Linked DNA regions of Sus scrofa: region 2 is linked to region 1. The links are chromatin contacts, called in public HiChIP or PLAC-seq maps. All regions are on one chromosome and are shown on one strand. The core of a region is the stretch at or near the end of the contact, and the rest is flanking DNA. Distances in the headings are between cores, read along the strand shown.

Region 1 (7,099 bases), core at 2,009-4,508:
AATGCATCAAAGCAATAGCGAATTTTCAAGATTTTAGGAATAGACTTATTTCTCTGGGAAACCAATAAATCAATTATACCAACAAATCGATCAATTCATAGTCTGGTGAAGGAAACAAACAAAAATCCTCCCTAAAATGAGGTCTCTCACTGAGCTCAACCTCCTTCCTAAAGAGAAGGAAAGCTAACTAACCAAAAAGCATCTTTCATTGGAAAAAATGAGGAATTTAGAACCCAGTCTTAATCTGAGTCTTGGCACCTCAACTCATAACCCAGCTGGTTTGAATACTGTTTGTTATTTAACCTCCCCAAGCCTCATTTTTCTTCATATTTCAATTGGGACTAGTAAGCCCTAACTACCTATCAGAGTTGAAGCCTAAAGAAGATTCAGGAGTTCCTGTCTAGGGAAAACGAATCTGAATAGCATCCATGAGGATGCAGGTTGGATCCCTGGCCTGGCTCAGTGGGTTAAGGATCCGGCTTGCGTGAGCTGTGGTGTAGGTCGCAGATGCAGCTCTGATCCCAGCATTGTCATGGCTGTGGTGTAGGCCAGCAGCTACAGCTCCTATTCAGCCACTAGCCTAGGAACCTCCATCTGCCGCAGGTCGGCCCTAAAAAGACACACACACAAAAGATGATGCAAGTTAAAGGACCTTGCAACGTGCCAAAGATCCCAAGGGCTGAATCAGCAGAGTGAATGTGACAGTCAGCTTAGGACAAAGGAAACTGGCAATTGTGCCTCAATGGAGGGACTTAGAAGAGGAACAGAAAGGTATCAACCCAACCTTTCCGTGGAAAGACAGAAATTCAGTTTTATACAACTGCTTCTCTCCGCCAAAAATAAGAGCAGTATTTAGATTCTTTCCATTTGTCACTATTGATGCACCTGCATGGGTACTAGCAAGAAGAATAGCGGATAAAGCACTGGATTTAGGGCACCACTACTGTGCGACCTTGGGCTCACTTCACCTCTTCGCGCTTCAGTTTTCTCATTCGTAAAACGAGGATCAAACGTCCTGCTTTAACTATCCACCTCAAATTGGTGAGGATCCAATTTGAATGCATGTGAAACCCCTGTGTAAGCGCTACAGCGCCTGGCAAATACGTTTAGTTATTTTTTTTTCCACAGCAACTAGGCGTTTCGAAGAGAAAGGTAACCCCCTACTTGCTTTGTCACTCCCCTTTCTTCTCAACATTTATTAACGTTGTAATTTAAAATCACAGAAATAACTGAAATCCTAAGGCCATTTCTGGCACCACACATTCGAGCCCCACCCAAACATACCGCCAAGCCGCGGGCCCGTCTGGGGACCGAAGGAAGCTTAGCCCTTCTCCACTCCCGGGCGGGCCCTAGCGGGTCAGGCCCCACCACTCCGAGGCCCCGAAACCAATCCCCACGGCCCTCGAGCGCCGCCCCGCCCCTTAAAGGGGGGAAATACTATGGCGGCCGGGAAGAAAGGCAGGAGAGCGAGCCAATCACTGCAGAGGGCTGCCCTCATCCGGCAAGGCCCAGAGGCGGGGTCATTGGCCAAGATGGACAGCCAGAACAGCCTATAGAGTTATCGGAAGCTGGGACGGGGCGGACGCCGGGCTCTCACAGAGAGGTTAAGGCCCCTCTAGCCAGGGGCCCAAGGACCCGGCTCGGACTATAACCCTTCCCTTTATCCATCCCAGGGTTCTCCATCCCATGCTTGATGGCCGGCTGGCCCGCCCTGCCTGTGGATTACGGGTCGGGGGAGGAAGGAGGCGGCGGCGGCTGAACCCGCCTGACAGGCCGGGCCAGTGACAAAGAACCGGCGGCCCAGGCTGAAACCCGGGAAGCGATCCCTTCGAGGAGGAGAGCATAAGTCCCTCTAGGGGGATGCAACTCACGTTGTCGATCACGACAGGCTGGTTGGCGATCACATCGTAGGACTCCATGGCAGAGGAATCTCTCCTTCCGAGGAAGGAACTGCCAGACCGGTCTGCCGCTAACGCCACTGAAACGCATGCGCAGTCTGGCCTCCAGTACCGGACGGCCAGGGAGCGGCCCGACCTCGCTTTCGAAGAACTACAATACCCAGAAGGCTCTGCATTGTATTTAGCTGCTTCGGAGCCCCGCCTAGTGTAAGTGACACGGCATCGCGTTTCCGGCGCACGGTGTGTTGGGCTTTGTAGTCTCTATAGATTAAATAGAAAGGGACGCTGATTGCATTGCCTACCAGAATCTGTAGTCCATTGGGAGGGATTCCCAGTGCCTCCTGAAGTATGTAGTATTTGTCTGTAGTTCGGTTTGGATTGATCAGTAACTTGTGGATGTTTGGCTTTTACAGATCAGTCCTGCCACTCTCCACCACTTCCCCTGGACAACGTAAGGTTGCCATATTTTTATATGGGTCTATAAGACATTAACAAACATATATCATGGAGTTCCCATCGTGGCGCAGTGGTTAACGAATCCGACTAGGAACCATGAGGTTGCGGGTTCGATCCCTGCCCTTGCTCAGTGGGTTAACGATCCAGCGTTGCCGTGAGCTGTGGTGTAGGTCGCAGACGCGGCTCGGATCCCGCGTTGCTGTGGCTCTGGCGTAGGCCGGTGGCTACAGCTCTGATTGGACCCCTAGCCTGGGAACCTCCATATGCCGCGGGAGCGGCCCAAGAAATAGCAACAACAACAACAAAAAAAAAGCCAAAAAAAAAAAAAAAAAAAAAAAAAAAAACAAACATATATCACTATAGCACTCTAATAAAAGTAACTTCTAATACACACAAATACACAGGGAGGAACATATTCAGAGAATAGAGGAAAGTAGTTTAAATTACATAAAATTTGCTTTTGCGGTAAAAGAACATTTTTGTTGATTTTTGCATTTTTTTCCTGGATAGTTGTAATGCAACATGCTAACATTGATCTAAAGACTGGCATTTGGCGCTACTGGTATAGATGATATTTTGGCCATTAAAACGACGTTCATCTTCCAGCTTCAGGAACTGCTCTAGCATATCTTTAATTTTCATAAGGATTCACATTGATGAATGAGAAAATGGAAGCGAAAAGAGGTTCTATTTTTTTCTTCCTTTCTTTTTTTTTTTTTTGGTCTTTTCAGCGCCGCACTCGCGGCATGTGAACGTTCCCAGGCTGGGGGTTGAATTGGAGCTGTAGCTGCCAGCCTATTTCACAGCCACAGCAACCCAGGATCCGAGCCCAGTCTGTGATCTACGCCACAGCTCACGGCAACACCAGATCCTTAACCCACTGACCAAGGTCAGGGATCGAACCCGAGTCCTCATGGATACTAGTCGGGCTCGTTAACCAGTGAGCCACGACGGGAACTCCATCACTGCTTTCTAATTGAGCCCAGTGTCTAGAGTATTTCCTCCCGCCCTTCAAGTTGCAAGGACCCTTTAGTTAATAGTCCTGACCCTTTAGTCAGGATATTTAATCGATCCTAATTTATCTAAGTCCTGTTACTTTCTAGCAGAAATTCAAAATAGATATTTCAACATATGACCCTCGAGTTTGGCGGTGTTGGTGTCAATCTGGTCAATGGACATTCAAAGACGGTAGGAAACATTCAGATTTTTACTGTTAAAACTAATGCTACACGAACGAATGAATCAATCCATTGCCAGATTTGTTTAACAATCCTTCTTAGAGTGACCGCAGAACAATTACAAGCCCTTTACCCACGCACTTCCCAGCGCTTTGGTGCGACCCTAGCACCTCAGAAAGACGCGCCAGCATCTCTATTTAAACCTGAGTTCCTCCTAACACTAGGGGAGGCCAAGAGCTTCGGGACACCCCTTAAACAGGGAGAGGGAGGCGGGACCTATTGTCAAGTCACGCCTTTCCCACCTGTGACTGGCAAAGATACTAGCCAATGGATGTCGGAATAGGGCGCGCCGCCGCCCCGCCCCCCTGAGCGCCCCGCGGCCCCCGAGGCACCCTCTGGCCGTCGCTTGCCTGGGCGGACGGTGCGCCTTGCGCAGGCGCGGAGCTTAGACCTCGCTGCAGCCCCCATCGCCTCCGGGAGTCGCACCCAGGGAGTCCGCCTGCTGGCGCGTCAGCGCTCTCCCCGTCGTCTGCCCTCCCCGGTCCCCCCAGCGCCCTACGCGCCCCGATGGCGGAGTTGCGGCCTAGCGGTGCCCCCGGCCCCGCTGCGCCCCCGGCCCCTGGCCCTACTGCCCTCCGGCCTTCGCCTCTCTCTTCCCCCCGGGACTGCACGCCATCTACGGAGAGTGCCGCCGCCTTTACCCTGACCAGCCGAACCCGCTCCAGGTTACCGCTATCGTCAAGTACTGGTATGTCTTGGGCCGTGGGGAGATGGACAGGGGCGGGCTGGGAAGGGTTAAAGCGCCGAGGGCGAAGTAGTTTGCGGGGAAGAGGAGGGGGAAGGAGAATGGTTAAAGCACTTGGAAGGAGGGCTTCCTGCTGAGAGGGAAGAAGTTAAGGCTCAAGTTAGGAATGGGGACAAAGGGGTTAACGAAGCCTTTGGGTAGCGAAGGGTTAACGAGGGGGGTGGATGCAGGGTAAACTGGGATTAGGAGAATAGAGTGAATTGGGGTGTGGGTAGGAGCAGGGGGGCGCATACGACAGGAGAGAGGGAACTGTAAACGTGGTGAAAGGAGGGGGCGCCTGTAGGGGGTCATTAGAGGGCGAGGGGAAGCCCGGGCGGGGTGGGGGGCGGCTGAAGTGGGATGAGGGAGGCGAGGCGGGGCCTGGGGAGCATCTGAGAAGGCTTTGGAGCAGCGCGGCTGGAGGAGCTCAGAGGGCAGGAGACTGCATAGGGTAGGGGCGGGTGTGGGTCTGTGGCTTAGGAGGGGAGCAAGTTGTGAGCATTGCGCTTGCGAAGGGATGAGGAGGAGGTCTCCTTTTGATTCCTTCCCTATGAGCTCAGACATCATATCAGTGCAGTGCTTTAGCGTTTGAAGTTTGGCGGAGAAACTTTTCCTGATAAACTTTGTGCTTACTCTGCATAGTTCTCTTTCTCCATGCAGAGCTTCCTCTGGGTTCCGCAGCTGCTTTGCTTTAGGTCACTGGCTAGCACAGAGGCAGGCAGGGTCAAGGGAGATCCATGGTTTGGCTCAGAATCGAAGGAGCCTGCAGTAAATGGTGAAGAGCTGGGACTTGGACAGGGAGGATCCTGCAGTGGGATATTAAGAGGAGCTTTGTGGCCCCCCGCTTCAAGATTTAGGTAGTAGTTCCTCAGGGAAGCTGAGAGTAACCCTCAAGCAGCTCTGTTAAGACCAGACCTGTGTTCAGACGGGCTGCCCCTGGGATGGGAATGGTCTTTTCTCATTTAACATTCCTGTTTGCAACCTGTCTCTTCCTGCTGCCTCTGGGCAAAACAGGTGTTATGAGGACTCTGGAAAAGAGCCTGTCTTCCTGGTCTTTCTGGACCAAAAGTTGACTGAGAGTTGAATCTGTTCAGAACCACATTCATGCAGGCATTGTATTAGACGAGCCTGCCCCATCATTGAATCCTGAACAATGATTCAGGCAGCTGCTTGGGGTGTGGCCAAAGGAGAGGTAGACCCAAAGGGGGACGTGAATAGAGTGGATGTCTTTCCCTTTAGGATTGAGTCTTTCTCTTCTGCGACAACCTCTTACTTCCTCTGGAGATGGCAGAAGCTAGGCTGTGTAGAGTTGAGGCTAGCTACCTGTGCTGATAGGAGGATGTAAAGAGGCTGACAGTGTGAAGGGGCCTGGGAAGCAGCCACCTGCTCCGTAGGGAGAGCTGTGGGAATGCCTGCCTCTGTCTGGTAGCCAGGAGGTGGTGTGGTACAATTCTCTCTGGCAGGTACACTGTTCTTTGGTTGAGAGGAGATTTTGAAGAGAGCATCTGAGTGAAAAGCAGCTCTTGATAACTTAATCACCCATTCTCATTTTGCCTCTATATTTAAGTATGTATAATGTTCCATTCCCTTGGGATGTGTCATGAAAAAAGGGGACTTTATGCCATGCTGTTCGTTCAGGCTTCATTTAAGGAGAAATTCCTACTCAGACTTGGGCAACTGTTGGGTGACTGTGGAGGGTAGAGTTGTGTGTAAAAGGTATTGAGGAAGTTCCTTTGTGGTGCATTGGGTTAAGGATCTGGCGTTGTCACTGCTGCAGCTTGGGTCACTGCTGTTGTGAGTTTGATCCCTGGCTTGGGAACTTCCACATGCCATAGGCGTGGCCAGAAATAAAATAAAATAGTTTAAACAAAAATAAATGAAAGGTGGGAGTTCCTGTCATGGCTCATTTGTTAACTAATCTGACTAGGAACCATGAGGTTGTGGGTTCGATCCCTGGCCTTGCTCAGTGGGTTAAGAATCCGGTGTTGCCGTGGGCTGTGGTGTAGGTCACAGACGCGGCTCGGATCCCACGTTGCTGTGGCTGTGGTGTAGGCCAGCGGCTGCAGCTCCGATTAGGCCCCTAGCCTGGGAACCTCCATATGCCATGGGAAGCAGCCCTAGAAAAGGCAAAAAGACAAAAAAAAAAAAAAGAAAAAGAAAAAGAAAGGTATTGAATACATGCAAAGGACTAAGATTGGTTTGGGAATCTTTTTTTTTTTTTTTTGCCTTTTTGTTGCAACTCTGTTAACTAGGCCAGGACTTATCTTAAAAGACGGTCCAGGAATTTCTGTTGTGGCTCAGCAGGTTAAGAACGTGACCAGTTAGTCTCCGTGAGGATTTGGGCTCAATTCCTATCTCACTCCGTGAGTTAAGGACCAGGCAACACAGGTTGCAGATGCAGTTCGGATCCTGTCGTCGCTGTGGCTGCGGTGTAGGCCAGCAGCTGCAACTCCAATTTGACTCCTAGCCTGGGAACTTCCATATGCCACAGGTGCGGCCCTAAAAAAGAAGAAGAAAAAAATAAAAGGATGGGCCAATTTCTAATGTTGAGTCAAAAGGGCTGTATAGCATTTTGTGGAATTAGAAATGCTGCCTAGATGCAAAAATACATGAGAGGGAACAGCTCAGTGACCAGTTCTTTCTAAGTTCTGGAGGGGTTGCATGATTAAGATTCTGAAAGTAATTCATTGATAACACTCGCGTTTGGGGTCCCAAAATTCTTCTTCAATTTTTGTAGCAGGATGGCTGACAGAGGTAGCCTCGGTCTGGCTATAGCCCAGGGT
Region 2 (7,204 bases), core at 2,072-4,571, 62 kb after region 1:
AGGGAAGTCAGAAAGATTGAATGAGGCATTTAGAACGTGTCCCCAGGTGTGAGATGTTGCTAGGCTGCAGTTCCGTTTCTCATCAGCGGCTTACCTGGCCTGCTTCTCTCTAGATGTCCCAAGTGTGTGCGATCTTAATATCGTGGCCTCAAGTAGAGTATTCTGAGAAGAGATGCTCCATCATTACCAATGAGAGCTGTCGAGCTCTCTTGTTTCCTGGTTCCATTGCCCCAGTCAGCTTAACTGAAGCCAAATGGAGCTGCCTGGTTATATTAATATCATTTTTCTTCCTTATACTCCTTTTGCTTTTCCTGACATTTTCTTTCCCTCAGCCTGATTTATCCCCTTTTCTAGTTGCTATGGATCTGTAAAATATTTTCCCTTTCATCTGTTACTAATACTGACCAACCATAAGGCACAACAATCTCTGATTTCTCGGCGCTTTCCTAAGATTTTAGATTAATGGTTGAGAGATTGTGTTTCTACTCCACTGCAGTAAAACAGATCAGCCCCTCAGAAATGATCTTCTGGCCTAAAATTTAAGTGGTTTGCATGTAAATTATCACCTATCCAATATCTAACTCTATAGAGTTTTTTTGAGGGACGACTCAAATCCAAAAAACAGAAGTTGGTGAAGTACAGCCTGCAGGTCAAATCCTGATAGACACCTGTTTTTGCAAATAAAATTTTATTGGACCACAGACACACGAGTTACATGTTATCTAGGCTTTTTGTGTCTGTGCTGCAGCAGCAGAGTTGAATAGTTGTATCAGAGACTCTATGTCCCTCAAAGCCTAAAATATTTGATAGCTGGCCTTTCACTGGAAAAGTCAGCCGACTTCTGACTTAGAGAGCATTTTCCACTTCTGATAACTACCCAAGTGGAGAGGTGGCTGTCTTTGTCTGTGTGATAGATCCAGAGGTCCTCTGAAATGAATCGCCTTAGCTGGGGCCTGTGCCCTGGTCCATGACAGAAGGATCACAGCACCTAGAGCTTTGTTGGGGGAGGGGGAATGCATTTCCTACTGAGCTGCTGCACGATTTGAGGCAAATTCCTTTATCTTCCACGAGTCTGTATTTACTTGGAGAACTGCATGAAAGGCTCTGAGCTTCTTTGTGGAAAGGAGTTATTTGATAACAGCTGTTAAGCTAGGACATTAGTTCTCAGCCTAGTTCTCTTTTCTGGCCCCCTGTTGAGTCTTATTTGGTTGGCTCTTCAGCAGAATGTGGCTGCTTTGTCTCTAGCACCTGCATTTCAAGGATGCTCCCTGCAGGGAGCAGTGAAGGCCTCTGGTAAATAGAGCAGCCGAAGAGTTAGGAGTAGACCCAGCACCTTTATAGGAGATAAAGCCCGTTTGGTGACTGGAAATGGCTCATGATAAAACGTTCAATGAAGAAGGCTGGAGAAAAGCACTAATCGGGGCAGGAGCCCTAGAGATAGGCTGCCACTTGGGCCATGTGGGACCTGTAGGACCTGTGGCATTTGGGTCAAAACTGAACATCTTGGGAGTTCCTGTCATGGCTCAGTGGAGATGAATCTGACTAGCATCCATGAAGACACAGGTTCGATCCCTGGCCCTGGCCTCATGCAGTGGGTTAAGGATCCGGCATTGTGGTGAGCTATGGTGTAGGTCACAGACATAGCTTGGATCTGGCATTGATGTGGCGTAGGCCAGTGGCCACAGCTCTGATTCCACCCCTAGGCTGGGAACCTCCATATGCTGCTGGTGCTGCCCTAAAAAGACAAAAAAAAAAAAAAAAAGAAAAAAAGACTTGGCTGCTTCATTTGTGAAATGGAGTAATCAGGATATCTACTTCATAATAATGTGAGTGTCCCTAGGACAGCACCGGGCCTAATACACGGAAGCAATTAATATTTTTTATGTTGTCATTTAAGAAGCACTTGCAGGGAGTTCCTGTCATGGCTCAGAAGTTAACAAACTCAACTAGCATCCATGAGGACACAGGTTCAATCCCTGGCCTCGCTCAGTGGGTTAAGGATCCGGCATTGCCATGAGCTGTGGTGTAGGTTGCAGACTCGGCCAGATCCCGTGTTGCTATGGCTGTGGTGTAGCCCAGTGGCTGCAGCTCTGATTCAACCCCTAGCCTGGGACCCTCCATATGCCGAGGGAGCAGCCCAAGAAATGGCAAAAGGACCAAAAAAAAAAAAAAAAGAAGAGGAAGAAGCACTTGCAGAAAAAAAGGAAATAGGCTTAAAAGAAAAAAAAAAAAAAAAGCAGGATATTATATCTCTAAATAGAACTGGGTCCTAATCCTGTTAACAGTATGTAGCCATCCGCATAGACACCTGGAGGCGACACATGAAGATAACCACAAAGCCCATCTTTGGTCATTGGGGTTATGAGTCACTGACATTTTCCTTTTGGTGCCTTTCTGCCAGTTTAGAATTTTCTGCACAAACATGAATTTTATTATCAGAAAAGAAGGACCAAAAGGATAACTATGACTAAATTTTTCAAAGAACTTCCCAGAGAACAGAACGTGAACCCTGAGAAGCAGTCCCAGGCCAGAACCATGGGACAAGTCACCACCCTAGGTTGTGCTTCCTTCTGCAATTACTGGAATAGCTTTGACTTGCTATTTCTTACAGTTTCTTTCTTCCTTCCTTCCTTTCTTCCTTTCTTTCTTCCTTCCTTCCTTTTTTTTTTTTTTGTTTTTTGTTTTTTGTCTTTTTGCTATTTCTTGGGCCGCTCCCACGGCACATGGAGGTTCCCAGGCTAGCGGTCGAATCGGAGCTGTAGCTGCTGGCCTACGCCACAGCCACAGCAACACGGGAACCTACACCACAGCTCACGGCAAGGCCAGATCGTTAACCCACTGAGCAAGGGCAGGGACCGAACCCGCAACCTCATGGTTCCTAGTTGGATTCGTTAACCACTGTGCCACCACGGGAACTCCTCTTTCTCTCTTTCTTTCTTTTCTTTCTTTCTTTCTTTTCCCTTCCTTCCTTCCTTCCTTCCTTCCTTCCTTTTGCTTTTTGGGGCTGAAACTGCAGCATATGGAAGTTCTCAGACTAGGAGTCAAATCAGAATTGTAGCTACCAGCCTACATCACAGCTCCAATGCCAGATCCTTAACCCACTGAGCGAGGCCAGGGATCAAACCTATGTCCCCATGGATCCTGGTCGGGTTCGTTACTGCTGTGCCACAACAGGAACTCCCTTGCTCAATTTTTTAATAGCTCTCTCTGTGGGAAATAAATGCTTCTCCTAAGCCAGACACAGCTCTGCTCTGGCCCCTCTGGCATTGGGTCTCCATAGTCAGGCCTGTCTTCTTGACTTTCAGAGAGACGTGTGACAGGCTTGTTTGGTTTCTCTCCAGGACTCAGGGACCAGGCAACTGGCCTGTTCTTCCCTGTGCAGCTCTGATAATGTTCCAGAAGTATTTCTGACTCCTTGCAGAGCCCTTCTCCAGGCACATGACAATTGAAACTGGAATCATAGGACGAAAAGAGAAAAGAACTTGGGTGCTTTTTCAGGAGAGGTTGCAGCAAACCTAGGGCATGGTTGTTTTGCTGGCAAACTGGCATGGGGCCTCCAAAACGGCAGTCAGTGGCTGTCCTCAGCCTTGTCCAGCTTGGCCCAGTGGAAGCTGCAACCCGGGACACTGCACTGGCACAGGGCGGGTGTTTCTGGGACAGGTGCAATCCAGTGTCTGTGGTTTCCTGAGCCCCGCTCCTAGCTGTAACAGTTCCTCTTTGGGTTTGAAGCTTTAGGGAGAACAGGACACTTATCAACTTCCTGGGCTGACTGGGCATATCTGGGTCCCCACCTGCACTGGCCAGCCTGGTGACCCGAACACAGAAGGCCATTGTCCTATGCCTCTCTTTACTGGGCCACTCAGGTCACACATGCATTGTTATCTGTCTTGGCTAAGGCACTTTTATTCCTCCAAACAAAAAATAACGTTATTGTTTTTCCAGTTGAAAAAATGTTTTTAAAAAATGTAAGCAATGTGGAAAATGTGAAAAAAGTAAGTCACAACCATGGGTAGAGTGGGCATGCATTTTTACTTTAAAAAATATGAAAAAAGTATTAATTTGATGATATATATATAAGAAAAGAGTGTTTCATTTTTCAGTTTATACACTTGTCTGTTGTTTGAATTTCTTATAAAAAGCCTATATTACTGGGGGATGTGCCTATATTACTGTGGGATGGAAATCCTATGAAATCAGATTGTTATGATCATTATACAACTACAGATGTGATAAATTCATTTGAGTAATAAAAAAATGGGAAAAAAAAGAATTAAAAAAAAGCCTATATTACTTTGTAGTCTAATTAAGGATATAATCAAAAATGAAAAATATAATTGAAAATGAAAAATATAATAAAAATCTCTATTACTTTGTAATTTAATTAAAGATATAATCAAAAATGAAAAATATAATCGAAAATGAAAAAATAATAAAAAGCCTATATTACTTTGTAATTTAACTAAGGATATAATAGAAAATGAAAAATATAATCGAAACTGAAAAATGAACCTTTGTCCCAGCGCTGTCAGCAGTGTCTCTACAGCGCTAGGATGAAGGTTCACTCCCTGGCCTGGCACAGTGGGTTAAAGATCCAGCGTTGCCACAGCTGCAGCATAGATCACAACTGTGACGTGGATCTGATCCTGGCTCGGGAACTCCATGTGCCATGGGGCAACCAAAAAAGAAAAATAAATAAATAAATTTTTTAAAAAAGAAAATGAGAAGTAAACAGTATCAAATCTCAGCCCCTGAGACATCCACTCTTAATATTTGGTGACATCATTCTAGAGAGATGTCTCTTCACATAAAAAGAATTACAGTTTTATTGACAATACTGTATATATTAGCATGCTTTCTTTTTTTCTTTCTTTTCTTTTTTTTTTTTTTGCCTTTTAGGGCTGCACCTGCAGCATGTGGAGGTTCCCAGGCCAGGGGTCCAATAGGAGCTACAGCTGCTGTCCTACCCCACAGCCCCAGCAATGTCAGATCTGAGCCGCATCTGCGACCTACACCAGAGCTCCTGGCAACACCAGATCCTTAACCCACTGAGCGAGGCCAGGAATTGAACCTGCAACCTCATGGTTCCTACTCAGATTCGTTTCCATTGCACCATGACAGGAACTCCAGCATGTTTTCTTCACTAGCATTATGTCACAGTCTTTCTAAGTGCATAGCGATCAGTAGCTGTGTTTGTAAAGGTTGTACAGTGTTCCATTTTATGATAGTGAAAGGAAAATGCACTATTTTCCTCTTATTACTCTACTTATGTGACTAGTTGTGTGGGTTTTTCCACTCTAAGCAACTCTCCAATTTTCTGCAGACCCCCAACTAGGTGTCCTACTATTCAGTTCAGTTCTTCATCCTCTTTTTTTTCACTTACTGAATATTTATTGAGTACCTGCTGAATGCCAGAAAAAAGGAACAGAAACTGTCCAGAACTACTTCTAACTCTTTCAGCAATGCCTGAGTCCTTAGCATAAAAATGCCCAGTCTGCTGATAGAGAATCCATTCATTCTTGGAAAGTTCCCAGGCCAGGGGTCAAATCAGAGCTTCAGCTGCCAGCCTACACCACAGCCACAGCAACGCCAGATCCTTAACCCACTGAGCGAGGCCATGGGTTGAACCCGCTCCTCATGATACTAGTTGGGTTCATTACTGCTGAGCCACAGGAGGAACTCCTATTGGTTAATCTTAATGTACAGTTTTCTCAAGTGTACTTTTCAAAAATCACATAATGCTATAGACCATGAAATACTCCAAAGATTGTCTGAAGGAGGAGGGGAATCACCATTGCTTTTATCTCTGCGTGACAAAGCAGCAGCCAGTGGAGTAAAACCCTTCCTTTGGGTGGCAGTGGAACAGTTTGATACTTGATTGCCAGATGTCCATTTTCAGAAGAAGCCAAAGCAGTGGGATATAAAACACGGCAAGCTATGCCAATCAGTGAACTTCTCAGAACACAATTTTCCCGGCTTATATTACCTGAATACAAAGCATCTGTTACAAGAAGCTTATAAGCAACTATTGTAGCAAAAATGGAAGCATAGTCAATGATGCACATGTCTTCAAACCATCATGTTTAACCTTGAAGCAATGTCTGAAAATTAAATTTGCCAACATTCCAGAGAAACTAGCTGTTGTTCCAAAGGTCACTGTTCCATATATAGTTAAAGTCTTTTCTAAGATAGTCAAGTTTTTTTTCTGTAATTTCGATGACCTTTGGTTTTCTGAGTTTTGCATCTCCTAAAGAAGGACTGGACTGACCATGTGTGTATGTTGGCATCTTGGTGTCCTTGGGCACGTCCCCAGCTCCCACCGGCCCCACACCTGCAGCCCCCAGGTCAGCCCCAACCTCACGTCTGAGCGCCAACATTTTGGTGACTCCTTTTTTTTTTTTTTTTTTTTAAAGATCTAACTGGCTCTATTCAATGATTCATGAATTGGGCTGCATCCCATCTAGTAAATAAAGGCATGCTCCCAGTTCTGACACTCTTTACCTGGAGTTAGCATCAGATCCCACAAGTAAGGGCTCAGTCTCATAAGACTGCTCCCACTTCAGACACCAGGCACAAGTCCCAGGTTGTCAGCTGTCCTTCTGACCAACTGTCTATAAATTGAGATTCCCATGACCCTCTTCTAGGGTTTGATAATTTGCTGTAACAGCTCACAGAACTCAGATGACTGGCTTATTATAACAGGATACAACTCAGTTGCAGCATTATTTACGACATGGAAGCAACCTAAGTGTCCATCGGTAGATGAATAAGTGAAGAAAATGTGGTGCATATGTACAGTGAAGTGTTGTTCAGCCATAAAAAGGGAAGAAATCTTGCCATTTGCAATAACATGGGTGGATCTTGAGAATATTATAAGAGAACTATATCAGATGGTAGGATCTCACTTATATATGGAACCAGCCCCCTACCCCCCAAAAAAAACCACTCACAGATGCAGAGAACATATTAGTAACTGTTGGAGGCAGGGGTTTGAAGAATGGGTGAAATGGGTCAAGGTGGTCAGAAGGTACAAACTTCCAGTTATAAAATAAGGGAGTTCCCTTCATGGCACAGTGGAAACGAATCCGACTAGGAACCATCAGGACACGGATTTGATCCCTGGCCTCACTCAGTAGATTGAGGATCCGGCGTTGCCGTGAGCTGTGGTGTAGGCCGGCAGCTGTAGCTCCAATTGGACCCCTAGCCT

Evidence for each region. HiChIP or PLAC-seq counts read pairs in DNA pulled down with a chosen protein or histone mark.
Region 2: a contact with region 1 is called in an H3K27ac HiChIP or PLAC-seq map of skeletal muscle. The contact joins the enhancer-like site here to the promoter of SUFU in region 1. A contact is called at or near these places in 2 of 5 promoter capture datasets (liver and skeletal muscle), 6 of 47 Hi-C or Micro-C datasets (blood, embryonic fibroblasts, liver and 2 more) and 2 of 2 datasets of contacts at active chromatin or transcription factors (alveolar macrophages and skeletal muscle).

Annotation. Positions count from the first base shown.
Region 1 is chr14:113,496,743-113,503,841 of Sscrofa11.1, forward strand. It overlaps SUFU (suppressor of fused homolog), which reads left to right and starts at 3,259. Exons shown (of 14, transcript XM_021072750.1): 1 at 3,259-4,160; 2 at 4,163-4,280. The coding sequence starts at 4,100. It overlaps ACTR1A (alpha-centractin), which reads right to left and starts at 2,052. Exons shown (of 11, transcript XM_001928877.5): 1 at 1,872-2,052. The coding sequence starts at 1,919.
Region 2 is chr14:113,558,515-113,565,718 of Sscrofa11.1, forward strand. All of the region lies in intron 5 of SUFU (suppressor of fused homolog), which reads left to right. It also overlaps the pseudogene LOC100738685. Among named protein-coding and RNA genes, the nearest start is that of SUFU, 62 kb to the left of the region's middle. Within about 2 kb of position 3,322, at least 12 of the 83 cell types and tissues checked have an H3K27ac peak or open chromatin away from gene starts, as enhancers often do. A contact at or near this core is called in liver and skeletal muscle, where this site is marked.